3 separate regions of the Mus musculus genome follow, and regions 2 and 3 are each linked to region 1. The links are chromatin contacts, called in public Hi-C and promoter capture Hi-C maps. All regions are on one chromosome and are shown on one strand. Each heading gives the region's core, a stretch centred on a gene start, on an enhancer-like site or on the middle of the called end of the contact. The rest is flanking DNA. Distances are from core to core; before and after follow the strand shown.

Region 1 (3,591 bases), core at 601-3,100:
GTAAGGTGGCTTGGAGAGTCAGTCCCCTTTATGCTATAGAATGGACATGAGGGTCAATGACACCAGCTCCATGATTTCCCTCCTGGGATAGTCCTGTGGTCATGGCTGGACTTACCCATAGCTCTCAGCAGCCACTACCTTAGGAGCCCATTTCAACACTGACCCTACTATGCGTATGTCCCTGCCTGGTGTGTTCCTGGACTTCCCAAGACTCATTGCATATCATGTACTGTCAGCTCTTCCATCAAACTCTCTTGATTTGTCTGTGTGTCTGTGTGTGTGTGTGTGTGTGTGTGTGTGTGTGATATTTCAGAGGTGAAGTCTTTCTACACTTTACTAGCAGCAGGGAGCCCTACAGGCTGCAGAGTATGCCCATCCTGTACCCTATGCCCTCTGCTCTACCCTGGAATCTCTGCCATAAAGGGTCCCACTGTAAGTAGCAGAGGGGCGGCTAGGCACTGAAAACTCTTCAGGGAGCCTGGTCACGTCTCCCTTCAGGCTTTGAATCCAAATATAAATTTGAGTCTAATTATTTTAGTTAAAAATGAAGGTTTTTGCCATTAATTTGGTGACTCAAAGCAATGCATCTTCCTTCAAAAAATGTACTGTTAGAGGCTAATCTTTTGTTTTTGTAAATTAGAAAATAATACTTATTTTAAAATTGTATTATATTTGGCTGATCTGCGTATGGAGGTACGTGTATGTGTTTGGGTATATGTGCACTTGTGTCACAGCATGTGAATCAGAGGACAATTTTACAGGTGAGTTTTCCCCTTCCACCATGTAGGTTCAAAGGTTCCTTCACCTCAACAGAAACACAAGGATTGGAGATCAGCGGGGGGGGGGGGGGGGGGGTTGTGCCTTGTCCTGGTGTCTTCCCTGTCCACTTTGGTTCCAATCTAAGAGGATCCAACACAATGGCAGGGTCCTTCAGTTAAGTCTCCCACCTAGAACAGAAAGTGGCTAAGTACTTTCTCTATTTAATTTATCTTTCCTTTTCTTGAAGTAAGCCCTGACTTATTTATTATCAGGTGTCAACCAGATAAATGTCCAGAAAGCTTTGAGTGTCGTCTATGAAGAATGAAGCCCAAGAGGAGGTTGTGGGAGATGCCACAAATCTACCATCTTCTTTGGGCTCTGGTGCATCACCGCCTGACCAAGTCTTTCCTGTTGACTGCTTTCCTTGTGTGATGAGCCCCATCCCATCCAGCTACCATGCACCCTGGCACTGGCTTTAACCCCCATGGACTTAGGTCTGGCCCTCTGATTCTCACTGAGTTTCTAAGCTGCCCCCACCCTATCTTGATAACCACGAGGACTGCCTCTCACTGCAGGATTCCCACACTTGGCAAAGTTGTCCCAACAAGACTGGGGTGAGGACTGGGCTTTTTCAGGGAGCCAGGGTCACAGAGAATTGCAGGTCTCGACTGAGCAGATGAAGTGAGTTCAAATTAAAATCTTTTCTCCTGAGAAGCGGGTCAGAGATACAATGGGTGGGCTCTCTTTTGTGGTAAATTCATTAAAAAAAATTAATTCTTTGACTATAATAACTTCCCGGCAGTGTGGTAAACTTACTGTCTGTCCTGTAGTTTTGACTGTTACTCACTTGTTTTAGAAAGGCCAGTATCACACTGGGTAATTCGAAACACATTTAAAGCATAGAATTGGCATTTTTTTTTCTCCTCAGCAAAATGGGGAGTCCCAGCCAATCTTGCTGGTTTTATTTATAGCATTTTATTTCCTGAGAGAAGACAGGAAAAGTGAGTCCTGGCCTGCCCCTCTTGTCTGACTCCTCCCCGGGCCCCTGTCTGGAAAGCCTGGGTGGACCTGTAGGAGGGGCGTTAGCTCTGAGGGGCTGGATTTGGACTGGGTAACCAGGTACTCTGAGCAAATGGCGAGACCAGAGGACGAATTATGACACTCCTTCGAAAGAATGAATTAAACGTGCCTCCGCATGTGTCTGATTGACAGGCCTCCTGGGGAAAGGGCGTATAAAGGAGCCGGTCACTGCCGGGAGGCAGAGAGAGCCAGTCCGATGTCTGCAGCCTCCCTGGCCAGGCCTCTCCTCTCCTGCCGCAGCTAGTCCCCCTCAGGACAGACAGAGTACTGGCGTCGGTCACCATTCACTTGCAAACACACCAGGTACCTTTTTATTTCTAAGACATTTCACTGGCTGTGATCTTTCAGAAAAGGCTACGGTTTCCAGGGGTCTAAAGGGGAAGTCCAGCTGTGTCCTCTGACACTTAGCCCAGTGGCGTCCTCACCGTCCTTGCTCTGCAAACTTATTGACCTGCCAAGAACATTCACTGCTGTCTTTGTCCCCGGGGTGGCAGGGGTTGGGGATGTGGGGAGTGTCTTTCGTGGTCTCTCATAGCAGGAACCCTGTGAAGCAACAAGGGGCTTGTTGGCTTCATTCCAAGGATGCTGGGGTTCAGGGAGGGGGAACTGACATTTTCTACTTAAAAATAAGAAAGTTTCTCTACCAAAGTTTGCTATGGAAGAGAAAGCAGAGAAAGGAATGTCAAGAGATCTCTTGAAAATGTAAAAAATAACCAACGGGATTATAGGGATCTGATTCTAAACATTAGTAAGAGCTGAACAAGTGTTGCTGTCATTATAATTATAATGTACAGGGCGGGGAGAACCCTGAGGGGACTGTGTTTGGGTTGCAGCTTGGCTAATTTGCATACAAAAGAGCTGGTAGCCTGGGGCAGTCAAAAGAAAGTGATCTGGTGCTGAAGGAGGAGGGCGGGGAGGGGGGCAAAACAGTAGGAGTTGAAGATGTTTAGAGACACCCAGCAAACACACTTTCACTTCGATTGTTCCTGTGGGGTGAACTTGTGTAAGACCTATAAAAGTGATAATAGCCTGTTGCAGAAAACCTTTGAAAGTCTACTCATAACCTGCAGTGAGGACTTGTGGATGGGGAAGAGTCTGTGTGTGTGTGTGTGTGTGTGTGTGTGTGTGTGTGTGTGACCCATGGAGCTTGGATGCAATTGCATTGGCCCCAGGAGGCTTGATCCAGGACCAAATACTATTCACTTCTTGGTCCCTTTTCCATGTGGGGAAGGCAGCAAGATTAGATGGGATGCTGTTAATGACCGTTGATTACTTGTGACACTCTTGATTGAGCTTGGTTTTACCGAAACACAGTTTAATGGACTCTGTTTGTGTTTGTATGCCTGAGCTGTAAAATGTCATTTTAAGATGGAACTTGTCTTTGCAGAGACAGCATTTGTCCATAGAATAAGGAGAAAGTTGGGGATGGAGTTCAGGGGCAGCTGCCCTGTGGCAAACACCTGCACTAGGGACTCAGGGATAGGGCAAGCTGGAGTCTTCAGATGTGGACTCTGAAGATTCTCTAAAGTACCTGACAAGGTCTACTTTATACTTGAATCCTCAGAAAAATGTCACCTCAAGAACTGACATTGGGAGTCCTCCCAGCCACAGTTCCACATCCTGAGTGTTTGCTGTGCCTCAAAGAGCTCTGGAGATATTTATTTGCATAGGGTCTTTCTCTAGCATCTAGAGAAGTTGATACTTTAAGAGTCAGGTTTTTCAAGCCATGGACAAAGCAACTTAGTGGGAGGG
Region 2 (3,591 bases), core at 299-2,798, 85 kb before region 1:
AAATGAGGTCATGTGTCTTCTATGTCCATATGGCTGCTGCGTCAAACATGACATAGATTTTGCTATGAAAGGATATGTATTTAAGCCAGCCTACTTATAGTAAAATAGAGAACCCTCTACTCTTTTATGGGTGGGGTGTCTACTCAGCCAAAAGCCTTCAGAAACAAGCCCCCTGAGAAGAAAGAATTCTGACTATGTTTCCTGCTTTAAGACTCAACTAAGGCTGCAGCATCAGCCTTTTCTTGGGTCTTCAGAGTGACCTACAGACCCCAGGAAGCCAATCCCACAACCATACAAGCCAATTCTTTAAACTTTTGCTCTCCCTCCCTCTCTCCCCTCCTATCTTCTCTCCCTCTGTGTCTCTCCCTCCCCTCTTTGCCCTTTCATTCCCTCTTCCTTAACTTCTCATGCAGTTGACAGATGGAGAGCAAGTGTGTGTGTGTGTGTGGGGGGGGGGGGGACCAATGGGTTTGGAGCCATGGGACACAAAAACAGGAAGGAACTGGAATTGTGTTAGTCAGTTCCCAGCCCTTCTTTGTCATTGTCAAGGAGGTGAAGCTCTGAGCTTCAGCAGGCCACTGTGTGCCAAGAAACAGACCTTGGAGCCCATTATATGTAGACACTGAAGTTAGGCAGTGAGCAACAGAGGCTACAGGTGGGAAGGGGACAGTGGGTAAGATGTAAATGCAGATGAGGTCCTGAGGATGGCAGGAGACAGAGAGTAAGGAGCTGCAGCGCTGGGGTCCCATGGGAAAGCTTATCTTCATTGTCCTTTAGTGGAAGCATGAGGTTGGGGGCATTTTAAAAAAACAGCAAGGGAGACTATTTGAAGGAGAGAGACACTAGCCATATCAACAAGTGTGAGTGGGTGTTACAGTCAAGGAACAGGTGACTCAAACAGAGACAGCCACAAATGCTTTATCTTCAAGATACCACCAATATCCGGGCAGAGCTCCTGGAACAAGTGCTTTGAAACCAGCCAGCAACATCCAAAGAAAAAACCAGGTCCAGTTCATGATAAAAAGGATGAGACTAAATACCAACCCTCAGACATGATGATGTCATGAATACATGGCACAGACCTGAGAAGAGCCTTTCATACCACTGTGAACCCAGCATACTGTGCAAACAGCCTACATGGGTCTGGTGAGCCAGTCATGGACCGATAGGCCAAGTTTCCCATATTTAAAAGCAGTTTGAGTGCTGTAGTATCTGCTGGGGTAACTCAATGTTTGATTTAAATAAAGAGCTGTCAGCTATTCTGTTTGTCCTGGAATGTGGGCTGTGATCAGAGTGAAACCTTTTCAGTAAAATTAACTGTCTGTTCAGATTTTCATCACCAGCAATCCTTTCTCCAAAAAAAAAAAAAAAAAAAAAAAACAATAACACTCAAGTGTGTTCTAGGAGACTTGGAAGGAAAAGAAGAAGAAAGTTCAGAGGCAAAGCTTGGTCTAAGTTCTGACGCTGAGGCTGCAATTACTCCTCGCAGCAGGAATGTTCTGGGCCTGGCCTGACCATGCTCTTGGCACGAGCCGCCATTGTTTATGCCAGCCTGAGAGACTCTTGAATTCATGTCCTTTGATTGAGCATTTTTATGAGGCCTGCATAAGTCATGTCCCTTGAGATGGTAGCCCTGGCATGGAGTTGGCTTCCCTTTTTACAGGCTTCGTGATGGGAGAGAGGCCTTCTCTCTCTTCAGATGATCCTTCTGCTCTGATTTCCTTTGCCCCACATCCAAGGAAACTTCCCTGCACCGTCTCAGACATCATCCTTTCACCCAGTTCACCCTTGAGTACAAGAGCAACTTTATCTTCTGTTATTCATCAATTGCAAGAGCAAGAAACTGGGTGAATCCACAAAGTCACTAAATTTCTCTTTAGTTCACATCTTTGGCAGGTTGGATTTAACTGTGCCTTTCTAGAACAGTGGTTCTCAACACTCCTAATGCTGTAATCCTTTAGTACACTTCCTCATGTTATGGTAACCTTGAGTATAAAAAACATTATCATTCCTATTTCCTAACTGTATTTTGCTACTGTTATGAATCAAAATGTAAATATCTGATATGCAGGATATCAGACATGAGACCCATGTGGAAGGGTCATTCAAACCCCAAAAGGGTTGTGACCCACAGGTTAAGAACCACTGTTCTAGAATGTAGTCTTATAAATATTCTAGTGTTGTCCCTTTAAGGACCAACAATATCTCAAGGCATAAAAATTACCTAAAGTAGTGATGAATGGATAAGCTTAGTCTTCAGAAAATTTAGAATACATAATTCTCAGAGGATGTTTTCATTCACCTTCACAATACACAAGGAGCACCTCTAAATCAACTGCAAAGAGATAGTCAGTCACAATAAAAGCTGCACAGCAAACTCCAGGGACACTTAACAGAACAAGCACCCTGGTGCCCAATGAGCATTTGAGGAAAGGCACACGTGATATGTGACTAAGATGAGCAAATAAACCCTCAGGGAATGAATGAAATTATACCCTCACAAGAATGCCCCAGGCTACAGAGGCCTCCAATCCAGCTATTGAGCACACAGTGTGAAGAACCCTCACCAAACACTGAGTTTATGAAATAGTCTCTGATTCCAAGAACGTTCTCAGCAATGCTTACGAAGTGTATACATGCCCTGCCCTTTGACCCAGCAGTTCTCCTGGGTAGGATAGACACGGATGGATAGTGTTGGTATCAGGATTGGCTCTGAACCCAGTGACATCACACCTAGGTGACAGTGACCCACACGCCTGTTGCCAAGGCAACAGCCACCATATTCCCAGAATCCATTTGGCTCACCTCACACTTGTACCTGCAGTTATGTCAGTCACTATCCATATAACAGAAAGACCTCTCTGAGCTGTCTCCCCCCTTTTCTCCTTCGCTGCCACCTTTGCCATTCTCTTCTACAATAAACCTCATATGGAACTGTTTGGCCTGGTGTGGTCTGTCTGGAGCTGCACATCTAACACAACAGATATACTGAGTATGTTTACATAAACTCATCCTGAAAATGGCATGTGGTCCATAATCAAGGGCTGTATAGGTGACCTTGCAAGAGAAATCGGGTAACAGAATCAAATGGGAATAGAAATAAGATGAAAGAGTGTGTGTGTCTGTGTGGGGGGCTGGATGTAGAAATTCTGGAGGTTTCAGACAGGGGGATAGCATTGCAAAGACTAGAAAAGCCTCTGGGAATATCATCTAGATCAGGTTTACCTCTGGGCATGCCTGTTTGATTAGGTTAACTGACATCAGAAGACCTACTCTAAAGGTAGATCTCTCTCTCTCTCTCTCTCTCTTTCTCCCTCCCTCCCTCCCTCCCTCCTGAAATACATAAAAAGGAGGCTAGAGGGATATCAGAAATCATGGGTCTTTGCTTCCTGACTGTGGATGCGTTGTGACCAGCTGCCTTAAGATCCAAACACCAGGATTACCCTTCCATGATGGGCTGTATTCTGGAATTGTGTTCCAAGATAAATTGTCTCCCTTAAGTTGCTTTTGTCAGGGATTTTATCACAGAAACAAGAAAAGTAATTAATGCAGATAATTGGTACCAGGAGTGGGATCAATTACAATAAAGCT
Region 3 (3,591 bases), core at 802-3,301, 66 kb after region 1:
GAATAAAGCTGCTATAAACATAGTTGAGCAAGTGTTTTTATGGGATGTTGAAGCATCTTTTGGATATATGCCCAGGAGTGGTATAGCTGGTTCTTGTCTTGACTAGTCCCAGTTTTCTGAAAAACCACCAAATTGATTTCTAAAGTAGTTGTAAAAGTTTGCACTCCCACCAGCAATAGAGGAGTGTTTCTCTTGCTCCACATCCTCACCTGCATGTGCTATCACATGAGTTTTTGACCTTAGCCATTTTGATGGGTATAAGGTGGAACCTTGGAGTTGTTTTGATTTGCATTTCTCTGATGATTAAGGACTTTGGACATTTCTTTAGTGCTTCTCAGCCACTTGAGATTCCTTTGTTGAGAATTCTCTGTTTAGCTCTACCCCTTTTTTAAAATTGGATTATCTGGGTTGTTGGTGAGCTCTTTATAAATTTTAGATCTTAGCTCTCTGTCAGATATAGGGTTGCTGAAGGTCTTTTCCCAATCTGTAGGCTGCCATCTTGTCTTATTGGCATGTCCTTTACCTTACAGAAGCTTTGCGGTTTCATGAGGTCCCGTTTTATCAATTGTTGATTTTAGCTAGGCTAAAACTTAGCTGGGCTGTCTTGTCTGGCCTCAGGGGGAAAGGGAGTGCCTAGCCTTGCAGAGACTTAAAGTGTCAGAGTGGAGGATACCCAGGGGCATCCCACACACTCAGAAGAGAAGGGAATGGGGGAGAGGGGAAGGATTGTGGGAGGGGATGACTGGGAGGGGGGTAGTGAGAGGGATGTAAAGTGAATAAGTAAGGAATAAAGTTAAATTTAACAAAAGCGTGAATGTAGAATATGTATCCTTCCCTACACACATGGATAACTTTCATAAATCACTCTTTAGAAACATGGAGTTTAAAAAAAAAAAAAAACACTCTTTATGGCATGAAAGCTTTCTAGAGACCTAAATCGTGCACTACTCGTTCAGGCTCTGAAACAAGTTCCTGTGCTTGAAGCTGTGTGGTGGGAGAAGCCACTTTCACTCCTGCCCTCAGGGACTGCTGTTGCACAACCTCCTCCCTTGGTGAGGTATCAGATTCCACTTTGACAGCATCTAGTCTTCTGAGGGACTTCTTTCCTTTTCTTTCTCTGCTTTTTCCATTTCCCTTCCTGTGGCTCTTGTACGGCTGCTCTTATCCTGAATTGGACTTTTAAGTTCAGTGATAATAATGACCTTATTGTCCTTGCCCATAATTATACCCCGAATGCCATGCGGTAGGCATTTAATAAATTATAACCTGAGCAGACAGGGCAATGACTTGCAGTGCTGACAATGGTACACGATGCACATGTGAACATGACCTGAGAGCCACACTTCATGGTGAGAAGCAGATGGAGAATGAGTGGCTGGAGACACTGAAAACAATGAAAGGTCGATGAGTGGGGAGTAACTCCTGGCGCTGTTGGAACATCATAGCCACGGTCTTCAGGAATTGGGGTGAAGCCATGAAGAACATAGGGCTAGATTAGTTCAGAACTTGAGAACAACCACAGCACAACACAATCTGTAGCACAGCACAGAACAACCCACATCACAATACAACCCACATCACAATACAACCCACATCACAATATAATCTACAGCATAACCCATAATACAACACAATCTACACCATGGTACAACCCACATTACAATATAACCCATATCACAACACAACCTACATCACATTACAATCCACACCATGGTACAACTTATAATATAACACAACCCATATCACAATACAACCCATGTAACAACACAATGCACATAACCATACAACATAACCCTCACTACAACATAATTCAACACAGAACCCACATCATAATACAACCCACAACATAACACAACCCGTACAGTGGCACAACCCACACAATTACACAACCCACATAACCATGAGGCATCAGAGGTTAAAACGCAAAGTATCTGTGGGACTTTGGCCTTGGGAAGCTCTTGGGCCATGACTGTAGAGCAGCCTAAGGCAGATGCACGGCCCCTCTGTCATTGCAGGCCAGAATCCTGCTCTGTGGTGTAGCATCTGGCTGCCCATCATCCGCCGCAATCTGCATGCGCTCCTTCATCCTGCTCCCCGGCCTGTGAGCTGCCTGAGGAACACCACGCCTCACGCTTTGGAACGGTCGCATTAATAGTTATCAGATGTGACTTCAAATTATTTTTATCTTGGAAAGGAAAATTTTGACCAAGAAATCATTACATATTTATTTTAACATTTCGTGAGTAGAAACACATTTTCTTTGTTTTATTTTGCCCTTCAGCATTTTGGAAAAGTTGAGAGGAAAGAGGATTTGGAAGACATAAAAAGGAGAGGTTTTTTTTTTTTGGCTTTAAATATGTTGGAAGTATTAAACTTTCAACTCTTTTGGAATCTTATCAGAAATATCATCCCGAAGCTCCAATCCGGTTTTTGTCACCGTGATGGACCTCAGCTTTGTCTGTGATGAATTGTGTACTTGTATTCCTGAGGAATTCCTGCCTGTGCCCCCATAAATTTCTGAACCAACCCATCCTTCGGGATCTTTGTGAAGAATTTCAACAGCAGAAACAGGACCGCGTGAGCAGCCTGGTGCTCCCGCAAGGGTCACAAGGTCTCTGGTGTGTTTACTTACTTGCTCAGTGCCTCTGTTATTTAGAAATTTGTGATCCTTATTTTAAGAAAATGAAACTGAGGCTTGAAAAATAAATTAATAACCTAAGATGTAGCAAGACCTCAGCACTTCACCCCACGAGTCGCTTCTATGGTGAGAAGCAAGTAACTGATGTGTGGGGCAAAATCAGCAAGAGCGGGTCTGATCTGCATCAGTGACTAACAGGAGCGGCGTGAAGGAAAACGGATTCCATCTGAGACGCCTGTGGAACCGGGCGGGGTGGGGTGGGGGTGAGGGGGTAAAGAGGTGAAGGACACGGGGCCAAAAGCCAACCGAACTTCCTTCACAGAAACAGTCTCTCTAACCGTTCCTACCGAAAGAGCCAGTTTCTCTTAGGCATGGGCCAGGCAGGATCTGCAAACTCCCTCCTGTCAAAGTTCCCTGTACACAGTAGAAGCCCCATTTTGTCACTAGGGTTTGCAGCTTCCATTGCATCTCTCAGCAGTGGCGCATTGTGACAAGGTCTGTGGCGCGTGTGACAGTCTTCCCTCATGACCAATTTCCTTCTGGCTTCCTTTCCTGCTCACCGGTCCTTCCTCATTCCACCACATCCTTACTTAGCTCTGAAAAGACTTCAAGCCTGTTTTCATTTCAGGGTTTGAAAGCCTAACTCCGACATATCAGTGCAGTAACTGGACCCAGGTGTTTATTTTTATTTCCTTGCGCTGTGCGCTAAGCTTCTTTACTTTGGAATTCAGGGAAGGGATTTCCCTTATTCCTATTTCTTGGCACCACAGGGTGTAGTAGGAGAAGTTGAACAGAGAAAAAAAATGCATCTTCATTGCCTTTGTTAATGATGATTAAAATAGTGGTTAATGTGTAATTTGATTATGAATATCATAAATGTTCATTATAAAATGTACATGTCAAGATAGATACTGAACTTAATATAAAGAATATCAAAACCAAAAAAAAAAAAA

Evidence for each region. Promoter capture Hi-C pulls out the DNA fragments that hold promoters and counts their contacts. Hi-C and Micro-C count contacts between places; a contact is called where the count stands out from the background.
Region 2: a promoter capture Hi-C map of 3T3-L1-derived adipocytes shows a contact between it and region 1, with 3 times the contacts expected there. The contact joins the enhancer-like site here to the promoter of Thbs2 in region 1. A contact is called at or near these places in 7 of 39 promoter capture datasets (the 3T3-L1 cell line, 3T3-L1-derived adipocytes, cranial neural crest and 3 more), 1 of 115 datasets of contacts at active chromatin or transcription factors (embryonic stem cells) and 1 of 9 other capture datasets (adipose tissue).
Region 3: a contact with region 1 is called in a Hi-C map of uterus. The contact joins the enhancer-like site here to the promoter of Thbs2 in region 1. A contact is called at or near these places in 4 of 39 promoter capture datasets (the 3T3-L1 cell line, 3T3-L1-derived adipocytes, cranial neural crest and 1 more), 1 of 15 datasets of contacts at CTCF or cohesin (the NIH/3T3 cell line), 3 of 484 Hi-C or Micro-C datasets (nephron progenitors, reprogramming fibroblasts and uterus) and 3 of 115 datasets of contacts at active chromatin or transcription factors (embryonic fibroblasts and embryonic stem cells).

The regions. Positions count from the first base shown.
Region 1 is chr17:14,692,521-14,696,111 of GRCm38.p6, reverse strand. It overlaps Thbs2 (thrombospondin 2), which reads left to right and starts at 1,850. Exons shown (of 22, transcript NM_011581.3): 1 at 1,850-2,142.
Region 2 is chr17:14,777,513-14,781,103 of GRCm38.p6, reverse strand. No RefSeq gene overlaps it. Among named protein-coding and RNA genes, the nearest start is that of Gm23352, 13 kb to the left of the region's middle. Within about 2 kb of position 1,548, at least 14 of the 459 cell types and tissues checked have an H3K27ac peak or open chromatin away from gene starts, as enhancers often do. A contact at or near this core is called in 3T3-L1-derived adipocytes and adipose tissue, where this site is marked.
Region 3 is chr17:14,626,546-14,630,136 of GRCm38.p6, reverse strand. No RefSeq gene overlaps it. Among named protein-coding and RNA genes, the nearest start is that of Thbs2, 66 kb to the left of the region's middle. Within about 2 kb of position 2,051, at least 31 of the 459 cell types and tissues checked have an H3K27ac peak or open chromatin away from gene starts, as enhancers often do. A contact at or near this core is called in uterus, where this site is marked.